Linked DNA regions of Gossypium hirsutum: all the other regions are linked to region 2. The links are chromatin contacts, called in public Hi-C maps. All regions are on one chromosome and are shown on one strand. The core of a region is the stretch at or near the end of the contact, and the rest is flanking DNA. Distances in the headings are between cores, read along the strand shown. Region 1 holds the start of LOC107933876. Region 2 holds the start of LOC107951451 (prolyl-tRNA synthetase associated domain-containing protein 1). Region 3 holds the start of LOC107951478 (UDP-galactose transporter 1).

The links. Hi-C and Micro-C count contacts between places; a contact is called where the count stands out from the background.
Region 1: a Hi-C map of leaf shows a contact between it and region 2, with 2.0 times the contacts expected there. The contact joins the promoter of LOC107933876 here to the promoter of LOC107951451 in region 2. A contact is called at or near these places in 3 of 34 Hi-C or Micro-C datasets (all in leaf).
Region 3: a contact with region 2 is called in a Hi-C map of leaf, with 2.7 times the contacts expected there. The contact joins the promoter of LOC107951478 here to the promoter of LOC107951451 in region 2. A contact is called at or near these places in 5 of 34 Hi-C or Micro-C datasets (hypocotyl and leaf).

Annotation. Positions count from the first base shown.
Region 1 is chrA02:14,617,556-14,621,257 of Gossypium_hirsutum_v2.1, forward strand. It overlaps LOC107933876, which reads right to left and starts at 1,643. Exons shown (of 2, transcript XM_016866185.2): 1 at 1,172-1,643; 2 at 1-391. The coding sequence starts at 1,487. The coding sequence ends at 54.
Region 2 is chrA02:15,108,804-15,112,629 of Gossypium_hirsutum_v2.1, forward strand. LOC107951451 (prolyl-tRNA synthetase associated domain-containing protein 1) reads left to right here and starts at 2,495. Exons shown (of 12, transcript XM_016886515.2): 1 at 2,495-2,642; 2 at 3,395-3,454; 3 at 3,547-3,600; 4 at 3,682-3,695. The coding sequence starts at 2,604.
Region 3 is chrA02:14,850,166-14,853,787 of Gossypium_hirsutum_v2.1, forward strand. It overlaps LOC107951478 (UDP-galactose transporter 1), which reads left to right and starts at 1,694. Exons shown (of 5, transcript XM_041085197.1): 1 at 1,694-2,167; 2 at 2,739-2,988; 3 at 3,082-3,289. The coding sequence starts at 2,057.

The DNA of each region.
Region 1 (3,702 bases), core at 393-2,892, 490 kb before region 2:
ATTGGTATGCATGGTGGAGGTTTTTAGTGTCCCTTTCTCTACTAAAACACTCTTTATTCTTTGGTCCTCTTTGTCAGAGTCCCTATCCAGCCCTTCCCCATCAAGTTGATTCCATTTACCTTACTTCCCATGTGGCACACAGTGGCCTTGCTGGACCGCTTCCACTTGATGAGCTGGGACAGTTGACCAATCCACTTTCGCCACTTAAGCGAGGCACGCGGTTTCGCATGCTCTATCACAGTCTTACTGGTCAGATTTGGCTCCTTGGTGATCGCCTTTGTCAAGGTGGGGTTCCAGTACTTGCTGCAATGCTCAATTGAGCCCTTGGAAACTTTGCCATTTTCCCATGAACCAACACCATTCTCTTCAAACTTGATCGAGATAAAGGAGTCTGTAAAAGTAAAAATTTGAGACACAAAGATATAGAGTCGGACACAAATCTATGTATGAGAGAACCAAGTCGGAGTAATATAGTTACATAGGTATATGGTAAGGTAAAGTAATAAGTATTCTAGTGCATCCCCAAATTTGTGCAACCAGTTAGCTACATGAATTAGTAAGTGAAAACTAAAGCAATATATAAGGGCAGCCATCTTTACCGAAAGTTCAAATGCTGAGGACATGATTGGCAAGAATTGACATGAATGGGGTCCCTCGGTGGATTCAAATTCAGATGAATTTGTATGATCTTTGATGTCTTTATTATTTTTGTTATTACTAGGTAGCTGAATGATTTGCATGATTCCAACAAAGAAATGGTAAAATGTTGATTTGATTTGATTACATCTGGAATCATACAGGTAAGTTCACAAAGTTTTCTGTTTGCATTACCTACCAAGCTTTCTGTAGATTTTGCAGATACAGATAAGAAACAAAAGCCAATTTGCATAGAATTGTGTGAAGAACTGAAATCCCTAGAAAATCATAGTATTTTCAAAGATATTATTCTTGAATTAATATAATGCTTTTTTATTTAATAATATTCGCATGGAAAAGAAACTCACATATTATCATATATGCATGCATGTGATGCATCTCTTTTTTTCCCCTCATGTCATTTTCTGATTTATTCTTTTCCCTTATGTTGATAGAAATTCAAGTAAAAAAAAAATTACTTCTGCATGAACAATAAAAGGGGGAAGAAATTAGAAAGGTACAATAATAAAAATACCTTCTTGACTGGTTGAAACATCAAGAACATCATCATCAGAATTTCCAGGTTTCCAATGCTTGAACTCAAGACGATTGAGCAATGAGCCTAAAGCAAAGATCTTAGGGAGCTTGTTGATGGGTGGTTTCTTTAGTGAAAAACCTTGAATAAATCCATGGCCGCCTCTGGTAGAAGATGAGGATGAAGAAGAAGAGTGTCGGGGTTGCTTTGAAGCTAGGAGAAGAAGCCTATCATTTAAGCACAAAGGGCAAACCCCGATAACCTGTTGTTTAGGATGGAAATAGCAGCTGTAACTGTCATCCTTATACCCATTCATGATCAAATGGCGTCGTCAGTGGTAAGTAATTTGAAGAAGGGAGAGCAAAGAGAGGAAGTAAACTGTTTTAAGATAGTGGTATCTATCTATTAGCTTATATTGCGGAGAGTGTGTGTCGATGAATCGGGTCGGGTGAAGTCTGTTTTATTATAGATATATAAGATAATGTAATTTTTGGCACTCAACTTTTAATTCCATTCATTTTGGTACTTTAATTTTATTCTGTTTCGGTGTGTTGCTATTTTTACATGGAAATTAGTAAATGCATAACCATAACCGTGTTTACTATTTGGGGCAACCTTGGTCAAGTAAAAATATCAATTTGGTCCAAATAAAATGCAAGTAGCAGTATTAGTTAAGTGACCAAGTTCTCCAACCTTAAATCATATTAATAAGTGGCCAAAGCTAGAGTTGCACATCCAAATCATGATCTCTTGCTAATGGACAATGCCAAATACTAAGATCCTCTACTGGCAAGGAAACATAAAGTAATTTGAGCATCCAAGCATTTATACTTAATTATTCGATATTAATGAGGCTATTCCTGATGAAAGCAAGGACATGGCTGCAATTCACATCATTAAGTTTTCTTTCAAACTCTAAATAACTATACATAATTTCAACATACATGGGATAATTGTAGATGTGTGGCCTCCATTTTATGACACGTTTACTTTTTTCTTTTTCTTTTGAGGATGTTGTGTGGGTGAAGGGTAGAGAAAAAAGAGAAGAAATGAAAGAAAATTTTAATTTTAAAATTTTAGTCTCTTTTTAATTTTAAAAATTAAGAGATAAATCTTAAAATTATATATGAACTTTGATTTAATGTGCAATTGTATATATGAACTTTAGTTTGATGTAATTATACAGTGAAACTCTAATTGTGATTTAAAGGTATATTTGAAACTTTAATTTTGATTAAATTATACACATTTAAAGAAATAAATATATTAATATATTTTTATATTAAATAAATATAATTAGTTATGCATGTGGTATATAAACATAAATTGATGTTATATCCATAATTGTGCTAATAATTTATAAGAATTGGATCAAATTAAAATTTTATGTATAAAATTGCACAAAATCAAAATTCAAAAATACAATTACACATTGTAGAAATTTGATATTTATCTCTTAATTTTATCATAACCATTTAGTCACCAAAAATGTTAGGTTAGTAATTATTTAATATAATTAAAATAAAAATTTTGCAGAATTAATGATTTTAATACTGCATAGTGGGTATTAAATAAAAGTGGAAAAGTTGGAAACGAAGGCCGATTTACCTAAACCATATACAACATGATCAACTCTCTTAGGCATTGGATTCTCAAAAATGAAAATGTTATGCTTATTTCAAATGCTAGATTTGAACACAACACCAAATAAAATGAAGCTTCTACTTTGCTTAGGACTGATTCACACACCATCAACTCTCACAACCCAAATTAAACTTCACCATCTCTCTGTCTGTCTAGTTTTAAATCTCAAGGTTTAGAAAATAATAAAAACATGCCCTTTGCCAGAATTACGATTAATCCGTGCATGATAACTTTCTATCCAAAAATTTAATTCATCAAAAGTAAGCCCAAAAAACGTAAGTAAGCCCAAAAATTTGATAACTTTCTATCCAAGTAAGCCCAAAATCAATATAAAAAAACGTAATCTAATCAGGTGTGAAATTGATTTACTGAGCATTCAGAGAATCCATAATAAGAAGAATGAAAAGAAGATGAACCGAGAGAACAAAGCATTTTTATATATATATATATATATTTAGATTTTGAGAGATTTGAGAAAAAAAAGTAAATAATGAAACTTCATCATTGGTAAAGAATATGGGTGAAAGTAAAATAAGAAAAAGAAAATGATGGATGAATACAAAGAAAGGATAAGAATAGATTAAAAAAACACAATCTGGAGAATGGAGAAAAAGAGAGTTGAAACGTTGAGACAAAGAATAAAGAAGAAGATTCTTTTTAAGAAATAAAAATTGATAGTTTTAAATCATGTTGGAAGTTTGAAATTTAAATGAATTGATTGATAAACACACCGGAAACAAAGAAAAAAAAAACAAAGAGAGGCATTTTTAAGATAAAAAAAAAGGAATGACATTTTAATTTTATTCAAAAAAAATATTTTATATTAGAGAATTTTTTGATTTAGTGATCCAGTGATTTCACCAATTCAATCACTAGTGAGCATTTAC
Region 2 (3,826 bases), core at 1,245-3,744:
TTTCATCAATATGTAATATCAATGAGAGAATATCATTTACCCTTTACTGGGCTATGAATTTCACTGTTGTGGAATGATGCTACATCATGCAGAAGTCATATACCTAACTTACCAGGTTTCAGTTATTTATATATTTGAACTTGAACTTACATTTATATCAAAGTATACGAGTCACACATACATGATTCATCATCCACTTAGGAATAAGGTATGTCATACTATAAACATCACAAGTGAATAAATTCATAAACGGATTTAGGATAAATTCAACTTGGGTCCTGTCTAATGTATTTTCAGTCGAGATAATAACATCTGTCTCTATCTTTTAAGAGTTATCCGCTCTGATACCTAAGATAAGACATCTCCCTAATCGGACTTAATAGACGACATAATAGTCTTTCAATCGATTTTCTCAGTTTCAATTAGGCTATGTATTGTTTAGATTATCTACTAATATAAGTTGTCTTCCACATTATGATTCAACTAATATTAGTTAAACATTAAATGAGTCAATATTTATTTACATTTTGCTTTGCATGCAAAAACCATTAAAGGCATATATACAAATGATATTAATGTATAATGGAATTTCATCTAAATTAATCTATTCAAAAAATTACAATTATAAATGGATGAATATACTACACTAAGGGCACCAAAACCCAACAATATGATCATATGTAATTAATAGTAAAAATTAGAAATTTTAAAGATAATTTAATTAATAGTGATGAAGTATAGATAAAATAAGTTAATTAAATTTTTTGTACTTACATTTTCATCTAATATTATGAATCCAATGCCAATGAATTCATTATTTTGTCGCACATTAACCGCATGTTATATTCTAATGATGCGAACCTTCAATTTCCAAATCTCGCCTACAGCTGCAAGTTAGGGAATGACGTTGTAGCTCTGCATCATATCCTTTGAAAAAAAATAAAAAAAAATATTAAAATAGTCATATGACTAATTAATTGATATGTCCATACATGACAACCAAACTCCAACATGACTTTTATTTATGATCATTGCAAAACATATCTTGATGGGAAACCATCTTCGTGAATGGTCATTTTATATAAGATGGACAAATTTGCATTTGAATAAAAAATTGTTAACCAATATGAGTCTGCTTCAATCAATGGTGAGCCCAATTTTGTTACAATCAACCTAGTGTCCAAGACTTTGGTTTATATTTATAAGAAGCATAATCGAAACACCAACTTTCAACTGAATTTTATGGTTGGGAATTCCGATGAATTTCAAAGAGTTTTAAGAATTTAGGAGGATATAATACAAATTGTTGTTCAAAATGAATATTATTAACCCTATCACCAACCTTATTTGACGGTGACAAAATAGTTCTATCCTTTATAGACGTCGAATTCTTGAAATTTCTTTCCAAATCGGGATAAGTGGATTCAACAATGTCACAAAATGAACCAGATCCATGTGGAATTATTTGTGACATATCATCCCCATCATGTTTGATAGATAGTAGGTAATCTACCATCACCAAATTAAACAGCCACTTATTGAAAGCAGAGATAGAAGAAGTTGTTGAATTCATATGAAATCGCATGTTTATGGTTAATTGGAAAAGGTCACAGTGATCCCATATTCTAGACTTGGTAATATAGAAGTTGAAATAATAACACTGCGCCTGCCCCAAGGAACATGTAATATTTGTCTGAAATCCCCTCCCAACAACATATTTACCCCATCAAATAGCTTATTTTCTGATGAATGATCATTGCATCGCAGAATATCCTACAACATGTACATCAGCCATTGGTGCTTCATCCCATTTAATCAGACTTGTCTTCCTTAGTAATCCAGCTAATGATGTACCTTACTTAACTTCGCAAGAAGAATTATTGCTTGATTTCAATGGGATCTTAAATGTTGAATGTGTTGTTCATCCACCATAATGCAACAATCTTACCCTCAGATCTTATTCGAGTAGTGACTGTCCTCCATAAATATGTTTTCCATGTGCCACCACTTGAATACAAAAAAGTGAAGCATCCAAAATTGTTATAAACAAAATTGATAACTGCATCGTATACGATCTTTGATCGACATTAAGACCATTACATAGTTCACTGTGTTTGTACTACCAACTCGTCCCTATCATAATTAATGAATTAACTTCATCATGATGTAGATTAGAGTTGTTATAATTAGTTAACTGTTGGTATTTGTTTCAAGACATGGGTGATTATGAACCTTGAAAACAAGAATATAGTAAATCAACTAAAATACTTAACAAAAAGTTACTCCACTCTACCAAACGTGGAGTTCAATTCTCATACTACTATTTATGCTCTTGAGTTTGTATCTTCGATTAAAAAATTACGGAAATGTTGTTCAATACGGGTGAGTTTCATTTGAGTGAGAACAAAATTTACCTTAAATTGAGATCGCACTGTAGGCCCAGTGCAATGGAGTTTCCGTAAATGATCCAACGAGTTTAAGCCCAAACCAGAATCCACCTCAATACTTCAGTAACAAATAAACCTATTCCAAGCTCATCGCTGATTTCTATATTGTTTGCTTTTATCTCCTGAACTTCAGTCTTCAGCTTCGACACAGAAACAATGGGTTATTCCAAGGATCAGCTGCTTGCTCGTTTAAAGGTTTCCTCTTTTTGATTTCTGGATAGCTTTTAGTTCTAATCTTTGTACAGTTAGTATCTAATTCGCAATATCCATTCAGTTTTTGGGAAATGATTCATTATTTAAACTACAATTGGGATTTGGGTTTTCATTATTTTTATTTAAATTCATTTATTTTCAGGGTAAGAATGGAGCAAATAAATTGCAAAACACAAATTAGGCTGTTACAATATGGTTTTCTCTGCTAAAATTATGAACTTTTATAGATATTTACACTATGAATTGGTGGAAATATTGTGAATTGTAACCAGTGGCCGATCTTGCCATTTGATTTTGGGGGCCAATTAGGAAACGAAGTATGTAGTTTGACCAATAGCTTAAAGCTGTGATCTTAAAGATGAAAATAGAAGAACACAAGGTGACAGATAACAATTTAAATTTATAATGCACAAAATTAAATTATAAACAAAATAAATAAATATAAATATATACAATTTAAATTTTTTTTGGGGGGGGGGGTTGGGGGTGGGGTAACAAGTTAATTTAGTTTAGCGCACACACTCACTCAAGGTGTTTCCAAAATGGCCCGTGACTCCCATGGCAATTCACCATTGATTGCAATCCTTCTAATTATATAGTTTTGATTCAGCACTATTTCTCTGTTTGTATCTGGTTATGATTGAATTCAAGAATTTATGGCCTTGCTTCAGTTTATGGTTGCTTTTCTTCTTTTGCATCTCTAGTGACTGGTATGTGCATTGGATTTTTTTCAGGAGCTTCAAATTGATTTTTCCCAGTATGAACATCCTGTTGTTTTGACTGTCGAAGCTCAGGTAAAAGAAGAGTGCTAAACTTAGCCGATGAGTCCCTTTTGAGTAAACAAACTCATGCATTTCATGGATTCTAAAATTTTTCTTCTCATCAGGCAAAATATGTTGGGAATGTGGGAGGTGCACTGAGTAAAAATCTGTTCTTGAAGGTATACACCGAATGAAAATTGGCATTGTTTCTGAGGATTATTCGAAACTTTCTGAGTGATTGCAAATGTTTATCCATGCAGGACAAAAAACATAGGTACTATGTTGTGTCTGCCCTTGCAGATACGAAAGTAGATATGAAAGGAACATACTTTCTTTCCTGCTTTATTTTTTGTATAATGCATGGAAATAGTTTATTGGTCTCATATGTTGGTCTCAATATGGAAA
Region 3 (3,622 bases), core at 444-2,943, 260 kb before region 2:
ATCTATATATTTTACACTTAAATCACAAAATTGTATTTGATCAATACCTTTTTTCTCAAATTGATATCTAATTTTTTTTTATCAAAATAGTACCTAAATTATACTTCATTACTCAGAGTCGTGCCTAAATTATTCACTTTTTCCCAAGTTGGAATCTGAACTTTTATTTGGTCAAAAGTGACACCTAAATTATATTTTGTTATTCAAAGTGATACATAAATTATACTTTGTTACCTAAATTAATCAATCATTTTGTGACACGAAACAATTTTTAACTTAAAAAACTCAAAAACATTAAATATTATTTTCTGAATTTTTTTAAAAATTATAAACATATTCATCTCTTTTATTCTTCATCTAAGAACTCCGATGATGGAAAATTCAAGAACTTGTTAAAAAACTCATCCAAACCCTACTTTCAACAAGCTTATTTTTCTTTTTTAAATCTTGATTTCAATACTTTTCTCACCCAAATTCAAAACCTACGCATTTTTTTCTTAAAAATAACTTTCTTCGTTCTTTTCTATATAGTTTGCATCTTAATTTTGAGTGATCCTCTATTATTAAAAAAAGAAAAAACTTGATAAAACATGAAATCCAAAACCTGGACAAGGTAAGTAGGAAAAAGACAAAAGAGCAAGGGAATTGCAAAAACCGTTATCTAACAGTTAAAAAAAATGCATTAAAAGATAATAAAGAATCGTGAGGAGGGAAAGGGGATAAAAAAACATAGAAAAGTTTTAATTTAATTAAGTTTTATTCAATTAATTTTAATATAAAAGTATCACATGTCATGAAATGATTAGTTAAAAATTTTTTAACAGTTGGATTAATTTGAGTAATAGAGTATAATTTAGATATCACTTTAAACAATGAAATACAATTTAGATACTATTTGAGACAAAAAAAAATTAGAAAAAATATAATTTAAATACCACTTTGCAATTTAAACCTATATTTCAATGAATAACAAATACTTTAAAAAATAAATATATAACAAATTCTCGTTTAAAAAAAATAGTAATTATCTTTTTAAATTTCCAATGAATTATCTCTAAAATGGAAAATTCCTTTTGATGGATTGTTATTTGAATTATCTCTAAAATGGGAAATTTCTTTTTTTTGGATTGATATTTAAAAGGAAATATGAAACAAATAATAGAAAAGGAATAAATAAATACCTATAAGAGATACGAATAGAGCATAAAAAGTCATAATTTTTCAGATTATGGTATAAAAGAGACATGTGTAGGTAAGTTTTTCGGATTTTATTCAAAATAAATTAAATTAAATTAATTGGGTTATTCAAAGGAATATTTTGTCTAAAAAAAAGGGAGTAATTTAATTTTCTTCTCATTTAAAAATAAAATATAGAGTTTCATATTTGTTTACTTCTCCTTTAGAAAATAAAATGAAAAGTAAAAGGATATTCATTAATAGTTTTTAAGGGGGAGGACTGTTATATCTATAAACTTAATTTGCATTAAAGGAGATACATCTTTACTTACTTCACACCTAATTTCATTTTTAATTTATTTAAGTAAAATTACGTGCAAAAGAGTTCATTTGTGATGTTTATAGTAATAATAAATTTAATTGACAAATGGTTTTTGATACGAGGTTTGATCAAAGTGAGACCAGTTGTATGATTAGACAATATATGGATGTAAGAAACTCTAGTCAACGTCACAAGTCAAAAGAAAAGTATATTCATCGAATGGCTGCTCTTATCCCATTTTCTTATGAAGACTAGTACCCTCATTTCAAAATCATAAACGAAATTTCCATGGCAATATATAACGTTAAACTTCAATCCAGGCAAAGAGAGAGAGAGAGAATCACATGGAAGAAGGCCTTTCTCCACCGTTACAACCTCTCTCTCAGTTTCTTTAGCTTTCTTTTTTAAACTCCCTCTATTTATATAAACCTTTCAATAATATAAGAGCAAAATTTCTGTGCTGGGTTTCGAATTTGGTGATCTGGGTTTTTGTTCTTTCTGTGCTAGAGACAGAGAGAGAGAGACAGAGGGGGAGAGAGAGAGGGGTGGGGGAGAGTGATGGAAGAAGGGAGATTCCTCCAGTGGGGTGTTTTCAGATCTCTTCTAGCGATTCTCCAATGGTGGGGTTTCAATGTTACTGTTATAATCATGAACAAATGGATCTTTCAGGTTTGTTTCTAACTTCATTTATTGATTTTGACATTGGGTTTTAGCTGAATTCTCTTATTCTTTAATCTAATTATTTCATTAGTACAGATTTCTGTTTAGTTGTGTTGCTAAGCTCAATAATTTGCTAAATAATACGTTTTATAAAAGTTTTAAAATTTGAACAGGCTTCCAGGGTTAAATGTTATAATTTAATTTGTGAATTAAATAATATCAACAATCCATCTCTATCATTTCTTTCAATTATTTATGAACTTAGATGATGCATCTTAGAAGAAAGATTCATGAGTCATGACTAGTCTACCAGTTTGTTCATGTTAGAGGAATTTGGATTCAGTTTTGAGTTCTGTCTAGGTGCATTATAGCAGATCTAGGAATACAAACATACATACATATATATGTATGGTTCCTCATATATTGGTATTATAATGTTTATTTCGTTTATGTAGTGTGGATTGAACATTAACCTTCAATTTGTGTCTTGACAATTACACTTTGATTGAGTTGGTTGATTATTTTTTGTACTTTAGTCGAAGGTCTGAGGACATGGCTTTTTTTTTCCCCTCTTTCACAGAAATTGGATTTCAAGTTTCCCCTTTCAGTATCATGCGTTCACTTCATATGCTCGTCGATCGGAGCATATCTGGTAATCAAAGTGCTAAAGCTCAAACCTCTAATAGCGGTTGATCCTGAAGATCGCTGGAAACGGATATTTCCTATGTCTTTCGTGTTCTGTATCAACATAGTGTTGGGAAATGTTAGCTTACGCTATATCCCGGTTTCTTTCATGCAGACTATCAAATCATTCACTCCAGCAACCACCGGTGAGATTTATAGATTATACACTTTTGGGCACCTTACCTTGTTACAACTGACTGCATATCATCACCATATCTGATCTTTGTACATTTTACCAGTTTTTCTGCAGTGGCTAGTTTGGAGAAAGTACTTTGACAGGCGAATTTGGGCCTCTTTGGTTCCTATTGTCGGAGGAATTCTGCTAACATCTGTTACAGAACTTAGTTTTAACATGTTTGGGTTTTGTGCTGCCTTATTTGGATGTTTAGCTACTTCTACAAAGACTATCCTTGCTGAATCTCTACTGCACGGATACAAGTTCGACAGGTAATTATGTTATTCTCGTGATTGTTTTTTGTCCTTTTGATCATCTTTGATAGTTTCAAAAAGGTTATATTAAGAAAAACTAGGTTGAAGTTAAGGACAGATTCAATGTATAGAGGCTTGGAAATTCTTATAATGTTAACACATAAATTTAGATAATTCTGCATTTAACTGAGTGTTGTTTCAATATAATTTTATGATACTTCTCGGTCATCCTTTGGTCCACTGTTTGCATTTCACACAACCATGCCTATTTTCTCATTTTGTTATGCTATTTTGGCTAACTAATAGAATGACTGGCATTACTTTGGCCGTCATAACATCTGATAGCCTGGA